2 separate regions of the Drosophila melanogaster genome follow, and region 2 is linked to region 1. The links are chromatin contacts, called in public Hi-C maps. All regions are on one chromosome and are shown on one strand. The core of a region is the stretch at or near the end of the contact, and the rest is flanking DNA. Distances in the headings are between cores, read along the strand shown. Region 1 holds the start of Kif3C (Kinesin family member 3C). Region 2 holds the start of Cadps (Calcium-dependent secretion activator).

The links. A called contact is a pair of places that touch in the nucleus more often than the background predicts.
Region 2: a Hi-C map of the Kc167 cell line shows a contact between it and region 1, with 1.9 times the contacts expected there. The contact joins the promoter of Cadps here to the promoter of Kif3C in region 1. A contact is called at or near these places in 17 of 107 Hi-C or Micro-C datasets (the Kc167 cell line, the ML-DmBG3-c2 cell line, the OSC cell line and 8 more) and 1 of 6 datasets of contacts at active chromatin or transcription factors (the Kc167 cell line).

The regions. Positions count from the first base shown.
Region 1 is chr4:1,144,683-1,151,492 of dm6, reverse strand. It overlaps Kif3C (Kinesin family member 3C), which reads right to left and starts at 4,027. Exons shown (of 5, transcript NM_143682.4): 1 at 3,875-4,027; 2 at 2,280-2,504. The coding sequence starts at 3,946. All of the region lies in intron 1 of CG32017, which reads left to right.
Region 2 is chr4:1,227,173-1,233,982 of dm6, reverse strand. It overlaps Cadps (Calcium-dependent secretion activator), which reads right to left and starts at 3,146. Exons shown (of 23, transcript NM_001031858.2): 1 at 2,969-3,146; 2 at 473-854. The coding sequence starts at 813. Dyrk3 (Dual-specificity tyrosine phosphorylation-regulated kinase 3) reads left to right here and starts at 3,270. Exons shown (of 7, transcript NM_001038725.2): 1 at 3,270-3,485; 2 at 3,563-3,677; 3 at 3,865-4,403; 4 at 4,468-5,330; 5 at 6,484-6,810. The coding sequence starts at 4,010.

The sequences.
Region 1 (6,810 bases), core at 2,778-5,277:
AATTTATCTATAAGTTCTTTTAAAGACTTAATATTTTTTCATGCTCACGATACTTTCCGTTAAGTCTTCCTTTCGTTTAGTTGTCCTGATTACTTTCTGTTGGGGTCTTCCTCCATTTTAGTTATCATGATTATTTTCTGTTTGGGTCTTCCTTCAATTTTTTTTTGTATTTAACTGTTGCGCGGTATGCCTTCAGCTCTTCCTTCCTTCTTAGTGTCGATTTTTTTATTTTTAAAATAATGTTGATTTTAGTTTTAAATATTGTAAATAGTTCTTAAAAATTAAATTCTTAATTGGATTATTGCATTAATTAATTTCCAATTAAGTTTTTCCATGATCACTGTCACAGTAATTAGATTTCATTGGATTAATGTGGATGTTTTGATTTTTGCACTAAAAATATGAGGTGCTTGGCGGCGCGAGTTCCGTTTTATATAAAACGTAATATCGTTAATGTTTTTTTTTTAACTTTTGAAGTACACCGCCCCACGTTGGGCGCCACTTAAAATTGTAACTGTTTAATTAATTAAAGCAATAATTTTTTTTATTATAATTTAATATTTTATTGGTGATCAACTTTTTCACTTATACTATGCAAGATAGTAGTGTCATAGGCTTTCCTTTGCATCCCATATAATAGTGTTCACAGAGAATTGGTTAAAACTCCGATGTCTTTCCAGGTATGTACACAATATATAGGTATAACTGTCCCTCCAGACGGGGGACCTTCATGACTTTATTGACCGCTTGCTCGACTATATATAATTTCGTCCACTTACAATCCGATCTAGACAGCTTTCATATATGGTGCCGTGATAACGGATGTTACGGATGTGCTCTTTGGACAGAATATCGCGTGTCGCTGATCTTGGTGATCTTCTGGACCTTAAACCAAAATTTTCAAACTATATTTCGAATATTGTCAATAAGGCCAGCGGTGTGCTTGGTTTTATAAAAAGGTGGTCTACGGAATTTAATGATCCTTACATGACTAAAACCTTATTTATTTCGCTAGTCCGTCCGATTCTTGAGTATGGATACCCCTTATCTTAAATTATTGTAGATCTACTCAACCTCGGCCAGAAGCTTTTCTTTAACATTTTCATGAACTTTCAAATATGTTTAGGATAAAAGCTTTATACTGAAATTATTTCACATTTAATGTGAAACTAAAATAAGTGTGCGAGTGTGCATAAACTCTCTCTGAATTTTTTTGAACTATGGGCTTCTCCGGACTGATGGCTCCAGTTATTTTAGCATTGCTTAATTCCCTGGGCAGCGAAGACCATCTCTCTTCCATTGGCCATTTTGGACAACAAAAATTTAAATTTGTTCATTGCGTTTTTTACTAAATCAAATATATACAAACATCCATGATATATGCTTAAATCTATTAATATGCGAAAACATTTAAACCACGCCACAAAAATGTTAAACTATATTCCTAATGATCCACTCTGGTAATCGAGAAAGCCGACTATAGTGTTCTCTCTTAATTTTCTTTTTCCGACTAAATTTCTGAAAATATTTGGGAAAGATGCAGGACGGACATGACTGTCACAATGTGGTTGTATGTACTTATTAAGAATATACATATGTATAAATTAAGTATTTTATGCCGGTGTAATCGCGCGCGGCTATACGAGTCTGGGTGTCGGGCGGGGCCGCGACAATTAAAGACAAGGAGTTAATATTAATTCTTTATTTGCTAAGCCAAGCGGAGCTGTGGCGTTGGAGTACGAAATCAAACTAAAGCTACAAATACAGAAATTCAAGTTAGGAGCTAAAATAGAAAACGAATCACATTGTTGCGGTTTCATATTCGTAGCGGTCATGCAAATAAACAAAGTTTGCCAGCTACGTAACGACGTCCGGCATAATGCTTACATTGCAGAATGCCTTCGTCGACGTATTTCATGCGGTGGACATAGCGACGGTAACTTTAGTTAATTATATACTTTATATGGTTGCCAATGTCTTCGGGCTTAACCGTAAAATCAGATGTTTTAATGTAATATCGGAAAACGTACAATCAATGTAAGTTTTAAAAATGTTGTAGCACAAAAAGCACAATATTTTACCCTTTTCGAGCGGCAAGCATTATAAAATATTCAGTCGGACATGGCCGCTCGACTCATCTCGGCTGGTGGTCCTGTTAAGGAATTTATACACTTTATACCTGTTCATTTTTTTTACGAATATAGTTAACCTTTAGCTATACTAGTCATTACTATACTACCCGTCTACATACATACACATTTACATATTTTGACAAGTACCTGCATTGTGTGTGTTTTCCCACAACCTGTTTGACCGTAAGCAAAAATGGTTCCATTATATCCTTCGATTGTACTCTCAACTAATGAATAACACATCTCGTCGTAAATCACTTCCGTGTCAGTTTTCATATTATAAACACTATCAAATATGAATTTTTTTTGTTGAGATATGCGAGCTGATGGATTAGTCACGGAAACTGCAAATTCATTAATTTCAACAATGTTCTGAAATGACAAAAGTAAATAAATTGTCGTTTTATTAAAAAATAAATTAATTTTATGATCGCAAAAAATCTTAGCTTTATATAACTTTGAAGTATATTCACCCCAAGACAATTATAATTTCGTAGGCATTTCTATCGGCTTTTGTGTCAGTTTGCTGACTTTGATTAATTCAAAGTTTGATTATTTAAGATAACCGAACGCCGTAAATTAAATCACCGAAAAGCTGCTAATCGCACTGATGACCAGAGAGAGAGAGACAGTCAAAGAAAATGTTGTATTGTATTACTATCTCAGAAATGTGATACTTATTATAGAAAAATGAATTAAATAGGCTTTAGATTCTAGGAGCTCTTGCACATAAAAGCAACAACTATCATAATATTAAAAATTATTCAAATGTGTGGGCGTGACCGGTTTGGCGGCCTTAGGGTGTTAGAGGTGGCGTGGCAAAAAGTTTTTTTGGCAAAACGATAGAAATTTACAAGACAAATAAAATTATGAAAAAATATCCAATAATTTTTCTAAAATGGTGGCGTTGCGACCACGACCACAATTTTTGAGAAATGTGTTGTATTTTTTCACATCTTTATTAGTCTCGTACGTTTGGGTTTCTTACAATAATTTAATTAATATCTATCGATTTGCAATAAAAAAAAATTTTTGTCACGCCCACTCTATTGAACAATTTTTTATACTTTAATTAGTCTTGTAAATTTCTATCGATTTGCAAAAAAACCGGTCACGCCCACACTTTTGAACAATTCTTAAATTTTATCCCATCTTATTCCCCAATATTTATCGATATCCCAGAAAAATTATGATATTTCGAGTTCGCGTTCACACTAGTAACGGGTAACTGATAGCCGCGGAAATTGACTACAACATTCTCTCTTGTTTAAATTATCTATACGAAGTCTGCCGGGAAGCTAGTACTTAATGTAAACATATCTATTAATTGCGTATTTATAATGCGTGTTCGGAGCGGATCGCCAGGGCCTAGTCATGCATAGGTGTATCACTTTACTAACACAACTTTATTAACCTGCATGATAAGTCCCAGTCTCCAAGGAATCCTGAAAACGCTAAAACTTTCTTTTACCCAAATATGTTTTGTTAAGGGTATTGAAGGATTATCATCTTCCATATATTTAGAAAAGACAATGTTTAATGAATGTATTTAAAAGTTAGTGTTTTTGATTTCCACCAAGTCGCTGTAGTTTGGAAGTACAGCAAATTTGCTTTCCTTACCTGTTACACACTCTTAACAAAACAAAATATTTAAAATCCCAAAAGTGTTCGGCAAAAAAATTTAACCTTCTCTTTGTAATGTCGATATAAAGTCGATGTAATAAATTAAAATATACACTTACTTGACAGTTTCGTTCTTTTTCAGTTTGGTTCATCGGACGACATCGAACAACAACTTTAATATTTTCACTCATTTTCCTGTGTTGGTCAAAATAAGTCTTAAAGTTTACTTAAAATTCAACTAAAAATATTTATAATTGCTTCAAGAGAAAATCCATACATGAAATTAAAAGCTACTTTGAAAGTATTCGAAATACATTCACGTAAAGCTCCGAATTTAAATCATTTTCATACCATAATTTTGGTAGAATCAATAAGTCTTTCCCAACCTTGTGAAATGAAACCGCTCATCATCCAAAGTTTTAAAGAACTTTGAATTTCAAAGCAACATTTTTTACTTATGTGTATAAAATTGCCATTTGACTGAAGTAAAAATAAAGATTTTAGTCAAATTTTTAAATATCCTGATTTGGTATACCCTTTAACAATACGAGTAACGAGTAATAATACGAGAAAAAAGTGCTAAACGTTGCGTGCAACATAATAGATTATCGGCATTTTGTGAAAAACCACATGTTTTTGAATTCAAATAAAAATTTATGCATTCCATTATTATGCATAAGTATATAATTAGGTATATTATGGATAATTCGCATCGGCAGTTAAATGAAAATATAAAAATATACTTCCATTTTGAATTGCGTAAGAATATTGTATTTTGTATTAAACACAAGTTTTTTTGAAAACTTAGGAAATAAGCCTTTCTTATATCGTACGATCATAACGGGCGACACACAAGATTCGATTATACACTTAGCGTATTTTAAAATGGGTTATATAATTAAAGCTTGCCCATATTGCTTAATTTAGGCTAAAAACAAAAGAGTTAATTTTAATCCAAATTTTAATAAATTTTTGAAGCTAACAACAATTCGATATTACCCAGTGTGAAAAACCATTCTGTGCCTCACGATTTCTTCGAAATCGATAGGGAATGTATGGGAATGCTCTATTATAATACACATATAAACTAATTTTGCAAAGCTTTAAGCTCCCGTTTTGACCACTGTAACCTGAAAAGAGGGCTACGATTTTTGAACACGCGCACGCGTGATCTTAGGATGCAAGTCACATACGATATGAACCAACCCTCACTTAGTCACGTTTCCGCGGAGTGTTGTAGACGTCATAGCAAAGAGTATTCATTACAGGTACACGGTACCATATTTCAAGCAAAGCGCGTTTGTTAGGCATTACCGTCAAATATTAAAGATAATTAAATTTTGAAAATATTGTATAAATATTTCAAAAACTTACCAGTTAATTTAACAATTATTTGTACTTTTTAATTGTATTAAGTAAAACTTGTATTAATGATATGTATTTATAATAATTTTTTCTATTTAATTTTATTTTAATTTCATTCATTTCATCATTTAATTTTAAACAATCGAGTTTTTCAGATAATAATATGTAAGTTCTTAAATTGAGCTTTAACGACGTAGTGAATATCTATCTGCGCATGACTTAAATTTTAATTTTGTTCTTACGAAAACTGTGTATATAGGTACGAAAGCGATTCATTCATAAAATACATATACAGTTTTATACAACTCAAAACATTTAAAAAATGTATAAACGTAAATAAAAAATAATACATATATCATTATTGAGTTTTGTAATCTATTTATATATACATATATACATATATACATATTTATATATTTATATATTTACATATTTATATATTTATATATTTATATATTTATATATTTATATATTTATATATTTATATATTTATATATTTATATATTTATATATTTATATATTTATATATTTATATATTTATATATTTATATATTTATATATTTATATATTTATATATTTATATATTTATATATTTATATATTTATATATTTATATATTTATATATTTATATATTTATATATTTATATATTTATATATTTATATATTTATATATTTATATATTTATATATTTATATATTTATATATTTATATATTTATATATTTATATATTTATATATTTATATATTTATATATTTATATATTTATATATTTATATATTTATATATTTATATATTTATATATTTATATATTTATATATTTATATATTTATATATTTATATATTTATATATTTATGTATTTATATATTTATATATTTATATATTTATGTATTTATATATTAATATTTATTTATGTATATATGTATATATATGTAGGTTTTTTATATCTTTAATTATTTAAATGTTATAACAAAATAGGAATTCAAAGACTACCCACTATATACAATAATTCCTTTTCACGCTGCTGTATAAAGTTTTCTACGAATTTTTAAAGGATAGTACGTGCTTTTGGGTTGTATACAGTTTTCTATAAAGTTTAAAATATATAAATTCGTCACATTGGCTCTGTATACTTTTTAATATTAATATTCATCAACTGGAAGTAAAGGTAAAAAATTTGTTATGAGTAAAATTTTGTTTAGAAGTCCGAGGCCTAACGATTAATGATTATTACTTGTATCTAAGCTATTTTCGAAATACGGTATTTTTCAGCAGGATGACAGTTGACTCATGGATATCCAATAAAACATGGCTAAATTGCATTCGTTTTTTTTGTTCTGGGACGAAGAAATACATCTTTCTAAAAATGCATAATTGCCTTATTGGAAAATATCAAAAATACCGAAAAAAGTAAATGAAACATTTTTGCGAAAAACGAGCATTTGCACATTTTTAAAGCTAGTTGCACCAATAAATAAGTATTTACTGAGCACCCTGCACTATGAATTGCACATAAATAACATTTGTTTCAAAGAAGTTGAGTTGCTATTTTATATTAAGTAAATTGAAGCATTTATTTATATTTAAAACCACCAATAAAGGTTCATTATTAGGTAGCTCACACTTTCTAAAAATTTGAACTGTTATTGTATGAAAGCAACATAATGAGTTTGTTTGGGTACTAACTCGTTAG
Region 2 (6,810 bases), core at 1,897-4,396, 83 kb before region 1:
GTGGACAAAATATTTTTGCATATCGATAGAAAGTGAAAAGAATAAAAAGAGAGGAACATTTTGAGCGAGAAAAATTTTGAAATTTCTCGATCGCACTTCCACTAGCTGAGTACAGGTATTTGATAATCTTGGAACTCGATTATACTCTTCCATGTTTTTTATTTTTGCTTAACTCCTTCAATAACATATTTTTCATCATCATTTTATTGGCTTTATCTTAAACTTTAACTATATATTGCAGGCTACCGTGCACACGGTCATTTGACTTCGAAAGTTTCTGCACTCACTTGGACAAACAAAATAACTAAATATTTCGTGCCCTTTACCCTCCCATAAGAATAAAATGTATTTTAAAATAAAAAAATAATAAAAAGTAAAAAAAAATTGGGCATTAATTAAAACACGAACACAATGTACAGAAATTGTTGTTGCAATGTGTTTGAAAATAATGCGTTGTATGAACATTACCAACCTCGGAATACCATTACTGGGAACTTCAAGATTTCCGGTATCAGCTCGGTTGCCACATATTTGCTCAATTTTGTTAGAGGTTGATCCTAAAGCTGCTACACTAATGTTCCCAACATCGTTGCGGTTACAAATAGAACTTATATTAGATTGTCTTTGATTTCCGATCAAATCTGTATTAGAGCCAGATACAGGAATGTTTGATCCTACGACGGATCCTGCAGATCCTCCAATTATAGAAACGGCACTTGTTCCTTTGGTCGTATTTGTAAGACGTCCTTTTGATGAAACGTTAGGAACAGCGTCATCTTCTCCTTCTTCCTCACTTGAACTAGGATCAATCATGGTAAAAAAATAAGCGGAACGCGATTACTTGTTTTTTAATCCTAAAAATAAAAGAATTCAAAATCATATTAAAAGACGAAATTTGTATACCCTCGTAACATTTTTAATAGTCTTGTAAATTTCTATCGATTTGCAAAACAAAATTTTTGCCACGCCAGCAACCCCCTAAAACTGCTACGCCCACACTTTTAAACGATTTTTCGAAATTTTTCATCATTTTATTGGCCTTGTAAATTTCTATCGATTTGACTTGCATTATCCATCAATGGTTCCTGTTGACGTACGTCAGTCACTTGAAATCATGGTATTTGATGACTTTCATAGCATTATGTGTAGTGTATAATGTTGCACAAATTACCCAGTTTAATTCACATTATCGATGTAGTTACCTTTTTTACTATTTTTTTTATAATGCACATCACCAGTTTTCATTGAGTTTTTTAACTGGCAGCTCTCGGCGGTTTGTGGGCGTGGCAACATTGGTCAATAAACTAGCGCTAATTCTATGTCTAGAATCTGTATACTTAATCTGGCAAATCGATAAAAATTTACAAGAGTAATAAAAATATGAAAAAATATCAAACCATTTTTGTGGGCGTTAGATTGGGCGTGGAAACATGAGTATGATATTACTATTACATTATTACATTGTTATTATTGTACTGATTAAAACAACGATAACTTTAGCTTGTTTCTTTTACTTATTGAAATTATACTTATAAATCGTTTGTTTACATTTATAATACGCTATTTGATGGGGAATTTAAAAAAAAGGTGAATGTATGCCTTATAACTTAGAACAAAAATAACCATAGTTGATGGGTTTTCAAACGAATTCTTATTTTCGCTAAGTTAAAAAAACCTTTTATTTTTATTTGTAACACACCACCATCTGAAATATGTATATATTTGTTCACCACCACCCTTAAGGGTTGAAGAATAGAGCAATTTCTTTGGGAAGGTTAATTGCTTCAAATACCTTAAATATTAGATTTATGCTTGTCGTTCGGTAATGTATGGTGCTTATAATATAGCTTTAAATTATGAACAAACTTTATCACTATTTATATGAATTCGAGTTACACGATAACAAAACTTTGAATTCATTTACTATGTGAATGACAAACGAAATTCATAGTATAATTATTGACAAAAATATAAGTTTTTTATGTATTTTCAAGGCGACATCAGGTTTATTTCACAAATTATCTACTTCTATTTATACAGTTCTCTATTTTCACATATGAATAAATGGATTTCCGTTTGAAGAATAGTTAAGTTGGAGAAGCAAAAAAAATCGATGGAACTATCGATAACTTCGATGGTGGTAACCTTAGCACTCCCGTTACAACTACTGTTTTCGACGATTTGGTTGATGATTTGCAGAAGTTTCTGATTTTCAATAATTTAAGTAAAGCAGGACTGTCTGAAACACAATTAGATTTAAATTATGCCTAAATTTTGTAGTTGAAGGGATTCTTAAAATACTTTTTATTTTGGTTAAGATGAATTTCTTAATAACTATTTGATAAACGTTTTGGAAATTATATCTACCTTAGTTTATTTAGTTCAAAGAAATGGAATATTTTTTACAGATCAATAGAAACTGTCAAGACAAATAAAAACGTGGTGGAACTCCATAGTCAACTCGTTACTTATATAAAAATTAAAACAGAAAACAGTTAAATCTTTAAAAAATTAATCTGAGTCAAAAGTTAGTTTCTGGACTATATGCATTGCATTTGACTGTTTTACTGCCCGCCATGCTTGACAAAATAGCATTCGAGTCATAAAACACTATAAACAATGAGCACAAAACATTGATACTAGGACATTAGAGACTTGCCTTGATTTAACTTATACATATTTGTTGGCAAATCGATAGAAATATTCACAACAAATAATGATTTGATAAATATTAAGTAAAGTATTTGTCCTAAAACAACAGCTCTTTCGCCCATTCGTAAAAATTAACCCTAATGACATAATGATCATTATAAGCGAATAACAACGCTTTCTTAGGGCCATGCATGAATGATCTAAACTAAAAAAATGTTATACGACCTTTTTAAAATCATAATAGTAAAATGGGAAAACAGGAATAAATATTCCCATGAATTATATATGTATGTTACAATACCACACGTGTTCTTACGATTTGACTCGCATTATATGGGCAAACGATTGCCCTGCAAATTATATATAAAGTCGATTTCCGCTCGAAAACGGTCCGGTGGACTAAGTATTGATTTATTCAATTTTCGTCACAAACTTTGATATTAGAGCTGTTGTATGCTAAGTGGTTCCTATGTTTGAGTTGCGAAACAAGTTCTAAAGAACTTTATTCTGGACCACCGAAGTCATTTTATATGGTACTCCGTTGATTATGGTTATAAAACGTGCTTCAAACGCTATTGTGAGTACATGTGAGCCAGGTGGCATGTTAAAACTGTTTTAACACGGTCACACTGTTCTTCTCTTTGTTCGGGTCGCTTTGAAAATTGTGTATTCAAATGAAATTGTACGATAAACAAATATCTGGTTTTACCTATTTGTAAAGTATACAATACAAATCATTGCAATACATCAAATATTATAGCTCTCGGTTAATGTTTAATCAAACTGTTCTGATACAGTCTTCATCGATGTGCAATATTTGTACATATATGTATGTATGTACATGGACATAAACTCAATTAAGTGTTGACAATATACTTATTAAGGTATTATTATATTTAATTAATTAAAGGTATAGCAATACAAAAATAATAAATTTAAGCACAAGTGCCGAAGTTTATAACCTCAATATATATTACTATTTATTTTGGCTGTGCCTTTCAACTGTTCGTTATGTATATGCAGATGTAAGTACATATATACAAACTATTTACACAAATAAAAAGTATTTAGAAAAAACCAAGATCGGAAAGTTAAAAAACAAAATCAATTTTGATACGATAATAGGATATTTTTTTAAAGTAGAGTGCATTGCCGACTAAAATGTATATTAAGGCACACAATCGTTATTAAACCAAATATTTCTTATTCCAGTTGCGGCAAACTAGTTTAATGAAAACTGTGTTGTTATAAAACACATTAAATAATTCTGTATCCTGGGAACACCCGAAATGTAATAAACTAATTTATAACAATCTACATAAAATCGGATTTAATAACTACCATAAACAAGCGCACTATGGTCGGTTCTCAAGAAAAAAAAAACAATCATATCGAATTATCTGAAACACCCGCAACAGACAAAAATAATTTAAACACAACTCATCTGGAAAACACACAACTCTCAAAAGCACTTTCACCTCCTACATCACTACCTCAGATACAAATTCAGATGATTAACCAAAATTTAACACATACTGGTATCGCTCAAAATAATACTGAAAAAGCCAACCGTCATCAATACCGGGACAGTGGATTACAATATTTAACCCGATGCTTTGAACCATTGGCAATGCTCAATGATAGTAAAGAAGACTTTCCCACGCAGCCATCAAATAATATTGCCAATTACCCTGGAGATATTCAAATTTTACCCATTTTCGATTGCTGCGAAATTTCAGAGTCTATTCAAGGTAAAAAATTTTTTGTCACTAATAAGTATTTAAATGATCCTTTTAATTAAATTAAAAATTATAGCAATATCGTTGCCTAATGTAACATCTCCATCAAAGACAAAAGATGTTCCTGGGTTGTTTTTGCGTACGATTTCGGAAAATTCGAAATCAAAGTCGGAACCCGAATGTGAATCGCTAATTTCAGTCAAAGAATCTTCTGTAATGGAAAACCACACCTTTTTATTTCACGAACAAATTATTATGTCTGGCCAACAAAAATGTGAATTACACGAGAAACCGAAGGTTCTGGTAGTTTCCCCACAACAAGTAATGATTTTATATATGAATAAACTAACTCCATACGAGCGAACAGAAATACTAACTTATCCGCAGATATATTTTATTGGCGCCAACGCTAAGAAGCGCCCAGGAGTCTATGGCCCAAATAATTCTGAATACGACAATGAACAAGGCGCTTACATTCATGTACCGCATGATCACGTAGCATATCGGTATGAAATGCTAAAGATAATCGGAAAAGGTAGCTTTGGACAGGTCATTAAAGCGTATGATCATAAAACTCACGAACATGTTGCCTTAAAAATAGTGCGCAATGAAAAGCGGTTTCACCGCCAGGCCCAAGAGGAAATTCGCATTCTTCATCATTTACGCCGTCACGATAAATATAATACTATGAACATCATACACATGTTTGATTACTTTACTTTCCGCAATCATACATGCATTACATTTGAGCTGCTCAGCATAAATCTTTACGAATTAATTAAGAAAAATGGATTTAAAGGCTTCAGTTTGCAGCTGGTGCGAAAGTTTGCACACTCTTTGCTACAATGTTTGGATGCACTATATAAAAATGATATTATTCATTGCGATATGAAACCAGAAAATGTGCTACTCAAGCAACAAGGACGTTCTGGTATAAAGGTAAGTACGTCGCTTAAAAATGACGGAACTTAGTAAAGTATACAGGATCGATTATATATATGACACTTACTCGAAGATAAAGGGATAGAAGGATAATAAAATAAAAGCTAGGATATAGCCATGACCGCCCGTATAAGGGTCCCGAGCGCGCGATACTCGTTAAGTAAAGTGTATACTAGATTGTTGAAAAGTATAAAGTATATTCTTGATCAGGATCAATAGGTGAATAGATCTGGCCATGAACTTCTCGATCTCAGGAACTATAAAAGCTAGATGGTTGAGATTAAGCATACAGATTCGAGAGACATATACGCAGAGCAAGTTTGTTGACCCTTGCTGCCAAGGTCACTCTAACGCCCAAAACTTCCACGCCCACTCTTTTGAAAAATGTTTTGATATTTCTTCGTTTTATTTTGTTTGACTTGCCAATTCTTATCTGTATACCAAAAACACCTTGGCCACGCCAACTACAAATACAAAACGCCAGAAACGGTCATGACCACACTATTAAACAATTTTTAAATTAAATATCTATCGATAACCCGAAAAAATTATGAAATTTCACGTTTACATTCCCACTAGCTGAGTGACGGGTGTCTGATAGTCGGGGAACTCGAATATACATATATACATTCTCTCTTGTTTAATCCTAGCTTCAATCTCTTTTTCCATTATACCATCCGACGATGGAAGCTAGCTTCAGGTTAGTCGTTTGCAACCCCGAGAAAAACATTACAACACGCGTTTGGCCACTTAAGCCAGCGTACTTAAAGTGTTCAATTATTTTACATAGCCAAGAATTATTTTTTTACTTGCCCGGCCTTTGTTAAATTACGGCTTTTGTGTTGGAAACAGACAACATTTGTGTGTCTATAAGTATTTTAATTCGAACAAGTGTACAAAGTAAACTATACATATTCCCAAACTTGCAAAGCGAGCAGGTAAAAGTACCTCAAAAGAGCAGTTTGCACTCTTTAAGATTTCGAAAAGCAGGGATAGAGAATATTGACATTTATCTGGACTTAATACGTAAAACAATAAGATTTTCTTGCTTACATTTTCCATTCCTTTTCCGACTTCCTATGGCAGTGTAATAATTGCCAATTTGTATTTGGGTAGGAATTATAATTTTATATCTTCTGTTTATTTAAAGGTAATTGACTTTGGGTCGTCATGCTTCGAGAACCAGCGTATATACACATATATCCAGTCTCGTTTTTATCGCGCTCCAGAGGTAATTTTGGGGGGAAAATATGGCAGAGCTATCGACATGTGGTCGTTGGGTTGTATTTTAGCAGAGCTGCTTTCAGGCCATGCATTGTTTCCTGGTGAAAACGAAAGCGATCAGTTGGCTTGCATCATTGAAGTTTTAGGAATGCCCAATAAAAATATACTAGCCAGCTCGAAGAGGTCAAAATCGTTTTTCAGTCCAAAGGGGTATCCTCGATATTGTACGGTTCGAACGATGTCTGATGGAATG